Regions from separate parts of the Sus scrofa genome. Here regions 1 and 2 are each linked to region 3. A link is a contact called in public HiChIP or PLAC-seq and promoter capture Hi-C data. All regions are on one chromosome and are shown on one strand. Each heading gives the region's core, a stretch centred on a gene start, on an enhancer-like site or on the middle of the called end of the contact. The rest is flanking DNA. Distances are from core to core; before and after follow the strand shown.

Region 1 (2,986 bases), core at 86-2,585, 120 kb after region 3:
CCTATCCCTCCTACCCTGCTCCTGCTCCTTGAAGCTGGGGTCCCCCTCCCACCAGATACTCACAAACATGGTGGGCCCATACTGGAAGGCACTGGGCACTCCCGCGTAGTAGGGGAGGCCGGTGTAGCTGTAGCCAGGGGGCAGCGCAGGATTCAGAAAGGGCTGCTGGGCTGTGTGGTGGGCCTGGGACTGGCTCTGCTGAGGCTGAGCCAGCGTGGTGGCAGGTGCAGGGGATGCAGAGTCACCTCGGCCAAACTTTGTGACATCACCTAGGAGGAGAGGAGCACTGATCCAGTCACTGCCCCTTATCCAACCAGGAAAAAAACCCCTGCAAACAGAACAGGTCTGGCTGCCAGCTCAACTACAGGAAGCTGGAGGTCTCTGCAGCCTTCCGCTTCAGTTTCCCGACTTCTGGGATGAGCCCTCCCCCCGACCCCTTTAATCCCTCAAACAAGACTAACCTGAATATGGGTTATTAGTGAGGCTCCCATCTCGACTGGCCAGGGCTGGCGGTGTGGCAAAAGGAATCCCATAGTAATCCTAAGAGACCAGAGAGGTTCCGTCAGCACACCAGCCTTGCCCCACTCCCAGGACGGCAGGCCCTGCAGGCAGCACGGGTCCTCCCGGCACTGCCAGACTACAGGGCCATAGAGTGCACACCTCCAGGGGACAGCACTCAACTCAGAGAATTGCAAACCAACGGGCCCATCAGACCTGCGTACTGTGGCAGCCACAAAGCTTGCAGACACTGACAATTCCTCAGCCTCCCCCGGCAGGCAGAGCCATCGGAGGCCCAATCATGCGCATCCGTTTCTGAATGCCCTGAGCCAAACCTACTCCCTCGGCTTCTCCAGTGAGAGGTATTCTGAAGGCAGCTAGGAAAATTAACTGCACAAGTAGGAGCCTGAAAAGAAGGAGTCTAAAGGGTTTACCAGGGGTCAGGGCAGCAATGCCAGGCAGGCACAGGGCAGGTCCTGAACTGGCCTCTCACCACCTACTGCCTTGGCAACACTGCCACTGCATAGGAGCAGGTGGAGTGTGGGATGCCAAGGGGGCAACAGAGAGTAGAGCTCTGTGGAGAAGGGGAGGCCTGCCCTGACCCTGACTCACCACTTAGGGCCTGGCCAGCCCTGGGCATACCATCTCCTGGGCCTCAACCAAGAGAAAGCCCTCCTGCCCTCCTTGGGAGCAACAGTGTCTAGGAATGACACCCACACTCTCCTGGCCTCCTCCTGAGGAAATCTCCAAGAAACCCATAGCACTCTCAGTCCAGAACCCCAAGAGGAGAGGGGGCGAGGAAGGCACAGTTAGAGGGAACTTAACGGGACAGGCCTAGAGGAAGCCCAGGAGGGGGAGCTCTTTCACAAAAAATCCGAAGGAGGAAACTGGGCACAAAAGTACCAGAGCCTAGAAGATCAAAAAAGAAAAAAGAAAAAAAAAAAGTACCAGAGCCTAAAAAATGACCAATCAGGAAAATGAAATGCAGGCTCAAAGGTAACTTCTAAGGCAAAAAAAAATTAAAAATAAATGAAAATAAAAAAATTTTTTTAAATAAAAGGAATATTAAGCAAGATGACTTTCAGGCGTGGGATCCCACTGAGCCACTCCCACTGAGCCAAGCAGGCCCCCCACACAGGCTCATTCAGGACCACCTCCTGCACCCCATCTCTGCTGCCCTGGGGCTCCTGGACCAGGAGCTTCGAGGTTTCATGACTGTCAGGAGAACCAGGGCCACTTCCAGTTTCCCTGCAAAGCCCCAGGGCTAAGGCATTCCCAAAGACACTAAGTTCTGAGGACCCCCTAGAAATCTGCCAACTGGGCCCTACAGAGACATGGCAAGGACACTCCTGAAGGGAGGCCTGCAGTGTGACCAGCTGGTGGTCTGCAAAAGCCACCCAGGAACCAGCCTCTGGAAATAGGCCAACAGATCAGAGACTGTCCTGAGAGACGCAAGCTGCAGCCACTGGGCCTGGGAGGAGGGCATGGTGCCCAAAGCTGCCTGCTCCTTGCAGCCAGCCCACGGGGGGTCAGGCAACAGCAAGGGAGAGGGTCTGGGGAGAAAGTCCTTTCCTGGGGAACAGGAAAGACTGTAGCCACTGCAATGGGCAGCGGTGACCAGACAGCCATTTACTCTCCAACAATGTGACGGGCCCTGGTCTGCTGAAGACGATCAGGAGTCTGGGGACCAGGTCATGAGGGGAGTGTAGTGCAGAGCCCCTCGTGCACTGAAGCCCTGGAAGCAGGGGCCAAAGTGAGAAGGCAAGCCGGGCCTCAGTGAGGCTGCAGCAACTAGAGATCCTGGGGCCACATTCATACCAACAGGGATCAAAGGCCAGGCTCAAAAGGGCCCAAGAGACTGTCAGCTCCAGCTGCTGACTCAAAGCTGCCATCACAAGCATCACTGAGGGCCACCAGCCGCCAAAAACTCTGCAGAGCACCTTAGAAAAAGTCTAGGGGCAGGCAAGCAGCTCTATGCCTTGTGTTAGATGGTTTTCCTTTTTCTCTTTCTAAAGTGGGGGGCTTGAGGGACAGAAGGATGCACATTTAGTAGGGACACTAACTACTGGGGGCCCCGGGTTCCATGGTCTTCAAGTCCCTCGGGCATGAGCACAGGACACTCATCCCCAGGCTACCATGGCGCCAGGCACAGCCTCCAATGTGAGCAGCTTTCTCAGCAGTGGAGCTGAGGGACATCCTTAGGCCGAGTGTCCCGAAGGCCAGGCAGGGTGGCAACCAAGGCCAAGCAGGTGGGGCATGCAGAAGTGCCTGAATGCCCACCCCCACCCCACCCCACATCCCACTCACCATTGGCAGCCGGGACTGCAGCATCTGGAGCTCGTCATAGCCGTAAATCTGTGTTGGGACCAAACAGGCTGTGAGGGGCCACATGCCATCCCCCGGAGGCCCAGGCCCAGGTGGTTGGGAGGCTAGGATACACTCAGCAAGGGACCTGGATGACACCCTGCCTTGATGGTATCTAGACAGA
Region 2 (2,869 bases), core at 282-2,781, 85 kb before region 3:
GGCATTAAATAGGCAGGGCCTTGGCCATTGCAAGCCTTCACCCCAAAGAGACATGAGCCGTCCAGGGTGTGAGGCAGTGAGTTCAGTTCAATTGAGAACAACCTACATGGGGCAGCTGGAACCCACTGGCCAACCCCAACCCTCATCCAGGTCTTTCTGAGCTTTCCCTCTTGGTGCAGGCGGGAGTGGCCCTTCTTCTGGGCCCCGTGGTCTGGTGGGGGTGGGAAGGAAGGAGTCTGGGAGGGTCAGCCTCCATGAGGGAGAGGGAGAGAGTGGGGCGGGGGCCTCTGGGAGTGTGCTGAGTGGGGGACAGGAGGCTGGGGTAGGGGAATGGGTGGGATGCTTACCGCCTCTTCCTGTCTCTTTCAGTCATATTCTGTCTTTGAGATTGTTAGATGCTGTGGACCCAAAAAGAGGTCACTAGGGCTTGAGGGATGACACAGAACTTGGCCCCTCATTCTCATCAGTTCTCAGCCCCCCGGGGAGAAGCCACAGGGAAAGCTCCTGCCAGTGCCAACCCCTCAACCCAGCCAAGCTGGCAGGGAGGGAGATGCAATGTGCTTCAGCCAATGGGGAGAGGCCCTGGGGCCCCACCCCTGACCCACACTGGCCTGAGGATCCCTGGGCCCTGGACCAGGCCCTGTGGAGGTCCTCCTGCCTTGGACAATGGAGATGCCCACAGCCTCCTCTCAGCAGCTCCACCCCCACATAGGTGGGTATTACTGCCTTTAGTCTAGCTTCACACTCTCTTGCTGCTGACTTAAACTGACCTTCCAGGACCTCTTCTACCCCTTCCTTGCACGCACACACACACACACACAGAGAGAGACACAAACACACAGGAGGGGTCCTGAAAATTCCTTTAGTCTATACTCCCACCTCAGAACAAAGTCTACCCTCTCACCATTCCTGAAAATTCCCTTTTATTCCCACTTTCCTCACAAATGAGAGCACAGAACTAACCCTGGAATCTCCTATCCTCCGTGTCCTGCTTGTGCTCTAGCCCAGTTCCCTCTAACTGCAGCCTAGGTTCACGTCCCAATCCCTGATTGCAGAAACCCCCTAGCCCCAGCCCTGGCCTCTCAGGACAGGACTCGGGGGGTGAAAACCTCTCCAGCGGCAAAGCCAGAAATCCACCCATCTCTCTGATCTGCATCCTTTCTGCTTTGGACCAGGGCCACCGGTCTCTACTCCTCATCCCACCCCACCCCCGGCTCTGTGGACAGCCCAGGCTCACACATCCTCCCAATCTCCGTTCCAGGGCTGGTGCTCCCGGCAGCCAATTTACAGGTAAGGAAACTGAATCCCAGAAAGTGTGACATATCCGTATGATGCAGCAACTCAGGACTAAACCAGAACAGACACCTAAGCCTTCAGCTCCCAGCTGGGGTTTCTTCCCCAGAGAGTCCTATGGTCCCCTCCTCCCCACAGGGTTTCCAGGGAATGGCACTCCCAGTCCCGGGGCCCCAGGGGAGACCCCTGTCCCAGCCTTGCCTGGGGACCAACTTACTCTGCTGAAGTGCCTTATGCTTCCAAGCTCAGCCTTGGGGGCTCCTTGTAAGTGAGCAGCCTTTAGTGAGCAACCTTTAGTGGCCTTGTTCAGCCATTGGTCAGCATTGCAGTGGGCCCTTCCCCCAGCAAGTGACAGTTAGTGAGTGACCGTTGGCCCCTCCCCCTCCCTTTCTCAGTATAAAAGGAGCCTGAATTCAGACTGAGGCAAGATGGTTTTTTGAGACACTAGTCTGCCATCTTCTCGGTCTGCTAGCTTTCCGATTAAAGTCGCTATTCCTTGCCCCAACAACTCATCTCTGAATTTATTGGCCTGTCCTGCGGCAGGCAGAGTGAACTTACAGCAGGTCTTGGTCTTGTTCCTCCGTGACTGTCTCAGGCTCTGGCTATGGCCCCCACTAGGGCTCCACAGTCCCGAGCCCACCTCTTAGTCCTCCTCCGGGTGGCCCTGAGCACTGCTCTGCTCCGCTCTGCTCTGCTCCTCCAGGGGAGAGGTCAGTGGGACAGGGATTTGGCCCATACCGCTTGAGCCAAATCCAGACACACTGCCCAAAATAGCATCCCTTTTCCTGCCAGCAGCACCATAGGGACAGGGTTCTGAAGCAGCCCTGTGAGGTCAGAGTGGAGCTCCAAGTGGGTGCACTGAGCCTCAGAGGGTGGGCCTGTGCTCCAAGCCAGGTGTCCATCCCAGAGCCAGAGGAACCCCTCTGAGGGCCCCAGACCTGGGGGAAGCCCCAGAGGCTCCTGAGGGCCCCCCAGGTAGGGAGAGCTGCACAGAATGGGGATTGGAGGTGGAAAGTTCTGGAGATCAACAACCAGGTTGAGGGGTTGGGGAGAAGACCCTGGATCAGTCCTAAGGAAACCCTCATCCCAAAGAAGGTAGGGGATGCTCAGGCCTTGGGCCCAGGGGTCGCACACTTGGAAAGGAAGAAAGCCACATAAGCCAGATTTGCAAGGAAACCTCAGTCTAAGAGGGGAGGTAGAAAGCCAAGCCTGGTTCTGGTTCTCTGAAGGTCCTTTGAGGGGGAGGAGAAAAAGCCTCATCCTCTAGGAGCCTCCATCTGAGTGGGGGAAGGGGGACCTAGGCCCCAGCCTCAGGAAAATGCCTCCCCTGGGAACAGCAAGCCAGGCCTCTGTGAAAGAGCTAAGAGGAACCAGAGTGTAAGGCTGAGGGTGGGGTGACCAAGGTGGGGTCAGGAGTAAGCCAGGGGATCAGCTGTCATCTGAGAGAACTTCTGGAGCCAGGGCATGGCTGAGCCTCCAAATGTGGGCCAGTTTGAGCTGTGAGCAGGTAACCTAGTGCTGAGACATGAGGGAGGGGGTGCTGGACTGCAGCATGTCAGGAGACCTGCCAGGTTGA
Region 3 (2,766 bases), core at 28-2,527:
ATTGAGATGTATCCAAACATAGCTGTGCCTTAAAATTTTTTTTTCTTTAAAGTCCTATTTATGGATAATTTACCATGTGCTAGTCATTGTGCTAAATTCTGTACATAGATGATCTTGTTTAATCACTACAATTGTTTATATGTTAGGTATAATTAACTCTCTTTTACGGAAGGAAATGAACAAGGAAGAGGTAATATAATGAAAATGGTGGAGCTAGGGTTGGAACCAAGGATCTTTCTGATCCCCAAATTCTAACTATGTGGAACTCACAGTATCCTGGCCTTTCTAGGAAGTATTCAGGCAGTATCATAGGACATGCCTTCCTAAGAGAAAGCGGTATTCTAAACCATGGGGACTGAAGACTGTCTTCATACCTCACTTCAGTTATGATTGTCTTGAAAGTTCTCCAGTTCTAGATTGGACTTTCAAGCTGAAAGGATCTGTAGGGAGGTCAAAGTTCAACCAAATACATCGTTTTACAAATGGGTAAACTGGGGGATAGCCAGAGCACTTGCCTCAAATCACACAGAAAAGGGCCAGAAACCCAGGTTCTGTCTGTATTATTATTTCTCTATTTCCTACAATTTCTTCATTGTAGTTAAGAAGGGAAGTAGAAACTGGCCTATCTGCCTTCTTCATTTCTCCAATAGGAAACTGCCCCCCAACTCCCTATGCGGGTGACACAGCTTTCTCAAGGATACAATGGCATGAGAACTGGATATGCAGAAGAGATGTCGGGACGCTTGTTCCCACCAATAAGACCCACATTATCAGCACATCCTTGTCAAGCATCTACTGAGTGCAGGGAGAGCAGACTGTGTCACTGGAAGGAAGCGGGAGGGAAGATGGATCAGGGCTCCTATAAGGAGCGGTGCAGAGGCCTGTGGATACACCGAGGGGAAGGAGAGCGAAAGCAGTTTTAGGATCAGAGGTCCCTTCCGGGGCGCGCCTTGACACCATGGCGTCAAGCCACACAACTGTCATTTTGGGGCCAGGGGCAATCTCCTGCGGCCACCCTCGGCCCGCACGAACGCTTGGCCCTTTAAGGGTGGGGGACACGCGCCAGCGTCACAAAGCGCCGCCACCACGCGGGGCAGCGGAGAGGAGGCGCCCAAGTGGGAGAAAGAGGAGGAGGAGGAGGAGGAGGAGGGTGAGGGTGAGGAGGGCGGGGGAGGGAGGGGCGCGCGCACGCGCGTCGGGCCACCCTCCGCCCCAGGCCGCCCTCCCTCCCGACGCGCGCCCCTCCTCCCTCTCTCTCTCTCTCCCTCCCTCCCTCCTTCTTCTCGACTCCGTCGCTCCCGCGGCGCGAGGCGCTCTCGCTCTTCTCCTCCTCCTCCTCCGCCGTCGCCCCTCCCCCCGCGCAGCCGCCGCCGCTGCCGCCGCCGCCGCCGCCGCCGCTGCGAGACCCCCGCGTGCCGCCCTCCTCCCGCCCTTCGGCTCCGCGCGCCCTTCGGCCCCGCGGCCCCCGAGGAGAACGAGAGGGCGAGCGAGCGCGGCGCTCCCGGGCCGGCTCGGCCGCGTACTCTCACCATCGCCGGCCCTCCGCCGCCTTCCTCCAATTCCACCTCCTCTCCCCCCCCCCCAAGTTGAGGCCCCCTCCGGGGGGGGGAGGCCCGGGACCAGGAGCGAATTTCTCCAACTCTCTCCACCCCTCCCCCACACGGCCTGAGTGCGAGGAGAAGGGCTCGGCCCGGCCCGCGTCGTGTGAAGAGGAACCGGGCTGGCCCACGGGCCGTCTGGGGCCTGGTCCGGGCCGCCGGGTGTGTGAAGACCGGGGCCCGTTGCGGCCCGGCCGAGGGCGAGCGCAGGGGAGGGGCCTGGTCCGGCCCGGCCGGTGCGTGAGGACTGGGGCCCCGGCCCGGCGCCGCCGCCGCCGCCGCCGCGATGGCCCAGCAGCAGATGACTAGTTCGCAGAAGGCCCTGATGCTTGAGCTGAAATCCCTGCAGGAGGAACCGGTGGAGGGCTTCCGGATCACCCTGGTGGATGAGTCCGACCTCTACAACTGGGAGGTTGCCATCTTCGGACCCCCTAACACCCTCTACGAAGGCGGCTACTTCAAGGTACCCCCAGCCCCTCTCCAACCTGGCTTCCTCGGGCGGAGGCCGCCGCTTTCCGCTCTTTTCCCGGCCAAGAGTGGCAGCGCGGGTGAGCGGAGGGGGCTCCTCACGTCGGCAGCCCCCTCCCCCATCCGTGGAGGCAGGAAGGCCTCGCTGGCTCTCCAAGTGCCTTTTCTTTGTCATGGGGGCGGGGGCGGGGGCGGGAGGCCAGACTGCACCGGGAAATAGGAAAGTCTCTGTGGCTAGGGTAGTGGCTACCCGAGGAGGAGGAGGAGGAGAGCGGTCTTTGTTTTGTTTCCCCAGCTGAGGGTGTGCGGGAAGAAAGGTGGTCTGTCTTTCCCCTCTCGTCCTCCCATCGGGACCATCTCTGCGCCGGCTGGAACTACCCCAGAGGGCAGAGTGACCTGCACTTATGGGATTGGACCTTTCTTTTGGGGTGGGGGTGGGGGTGGGGGAAGGGTATCGGTCTGTCATTCCAGAGGCTGCCTGGTGCCCTGACATTTTGGGGATTTGCTGGGCTTCTTGAATAGTGGTGGTTCCAACTTCGCATTCCAGTGGGCGGTCATGAAGAATAGGACCCTAGCGCTGGTAAACAAGGTTGCCTGCTTTTTCTAGCCATTACCTACTTTAGAGAACTTGAATCTAGCCCCTTTTCTGTCCTCATTTTCTATTTACTTCAGCCGTGTGTCAAAATGCCCTTTGTCCTCA

What was found. Promoter capture Hi-C pulls out the DNA fragments that hold promoters and counts their contacts. HiChIP or PLAC-seq counts read pairs in DNA pulled down with a chosen protein or histone mark.
Region 1: an H3K27ac HiChIP or PLAC-seq map of alveolar macrophages shows a contact between it and region 3. The contact joins the enhancer-like site here to the promoter of UBE2R2 in region 3. A contact is called at or near these places in 4 of 5 promoter capture datasets (fetal liver, fetal skeletal muscle and liver), 7 of 47 Hi-C or Micro-C datasets (alveolar macrophages, blood, embryonic fibroblasts and 4 more) and 2 of 2 datasets of contacts at active chromatin or transcription factors (alveolar macrophages and skeletal muscle).
Region 2: a contact with region 3 is called in a promoter capture Hi-C map of fetal liver, with 2.3 times the contacts expected there. The contact joins the promoter of AQP7 here to the promoter of UBE2R2 in region 3. A contact is called at or near these places in 2 of 5 promoter capture datasets (fetal liver and liver), 8 of 47 Hi-C or Micro-C datasets (alveolar macrophages, embryonic fibroblasts, fetal heart ventricle and 3 more) and 2 of 2 datasets of contacts at active chromatin or transcription factors (alveolar macrophages and skeletal muscle).

The regions. Positions count from the first base shown.
Region 1 is chr10:32,887,905-32,890,890 of Sscrofa11.1, reverse strand. UBAP2 (ubiquitin-associated protein 2) reads right to left here. Exons shown (of 28, transcript XM_021064693.1): 21 at 2,806-2,853; 22 at 462-540; 23 at 64-269. Among named protein-coding and RNA genes, the nearest start is that of UBE2R2, 130 kb to the left of the region's middle. Within about 2 kb of position 1,335, at least 7 of the 83 cell types and tissues checked have an H3K27ac peak or open chromatin away from gene starts, as enhancers often do. A contact at or near this core is called in alveolar macrophages, where this site is marked.
Region 2 is chr10:33,097,846-33,100,714 of Sscrofa11.1, reverse strand. It overlaps AQP7 (aquaporin 7), which reads right to left and starts at 1,531. Exons shown (of 8, transcript NM_001113438.1): 1 at 1,511-1,531; 2 at 348-398. The coding sequence starts at 373.
Region 3 is chr10:33,012,984-33,015,749 of Sscrofa11.1, reverse strand. UBE2R2 (ubiquitin-conjugating enzyme E2 R2) reads left to right here and starts at 1,277. Exons shown (of 5, transcript XM_021064700.1): 1 at 1,277-2,061. The coding sequence starts at 1,885.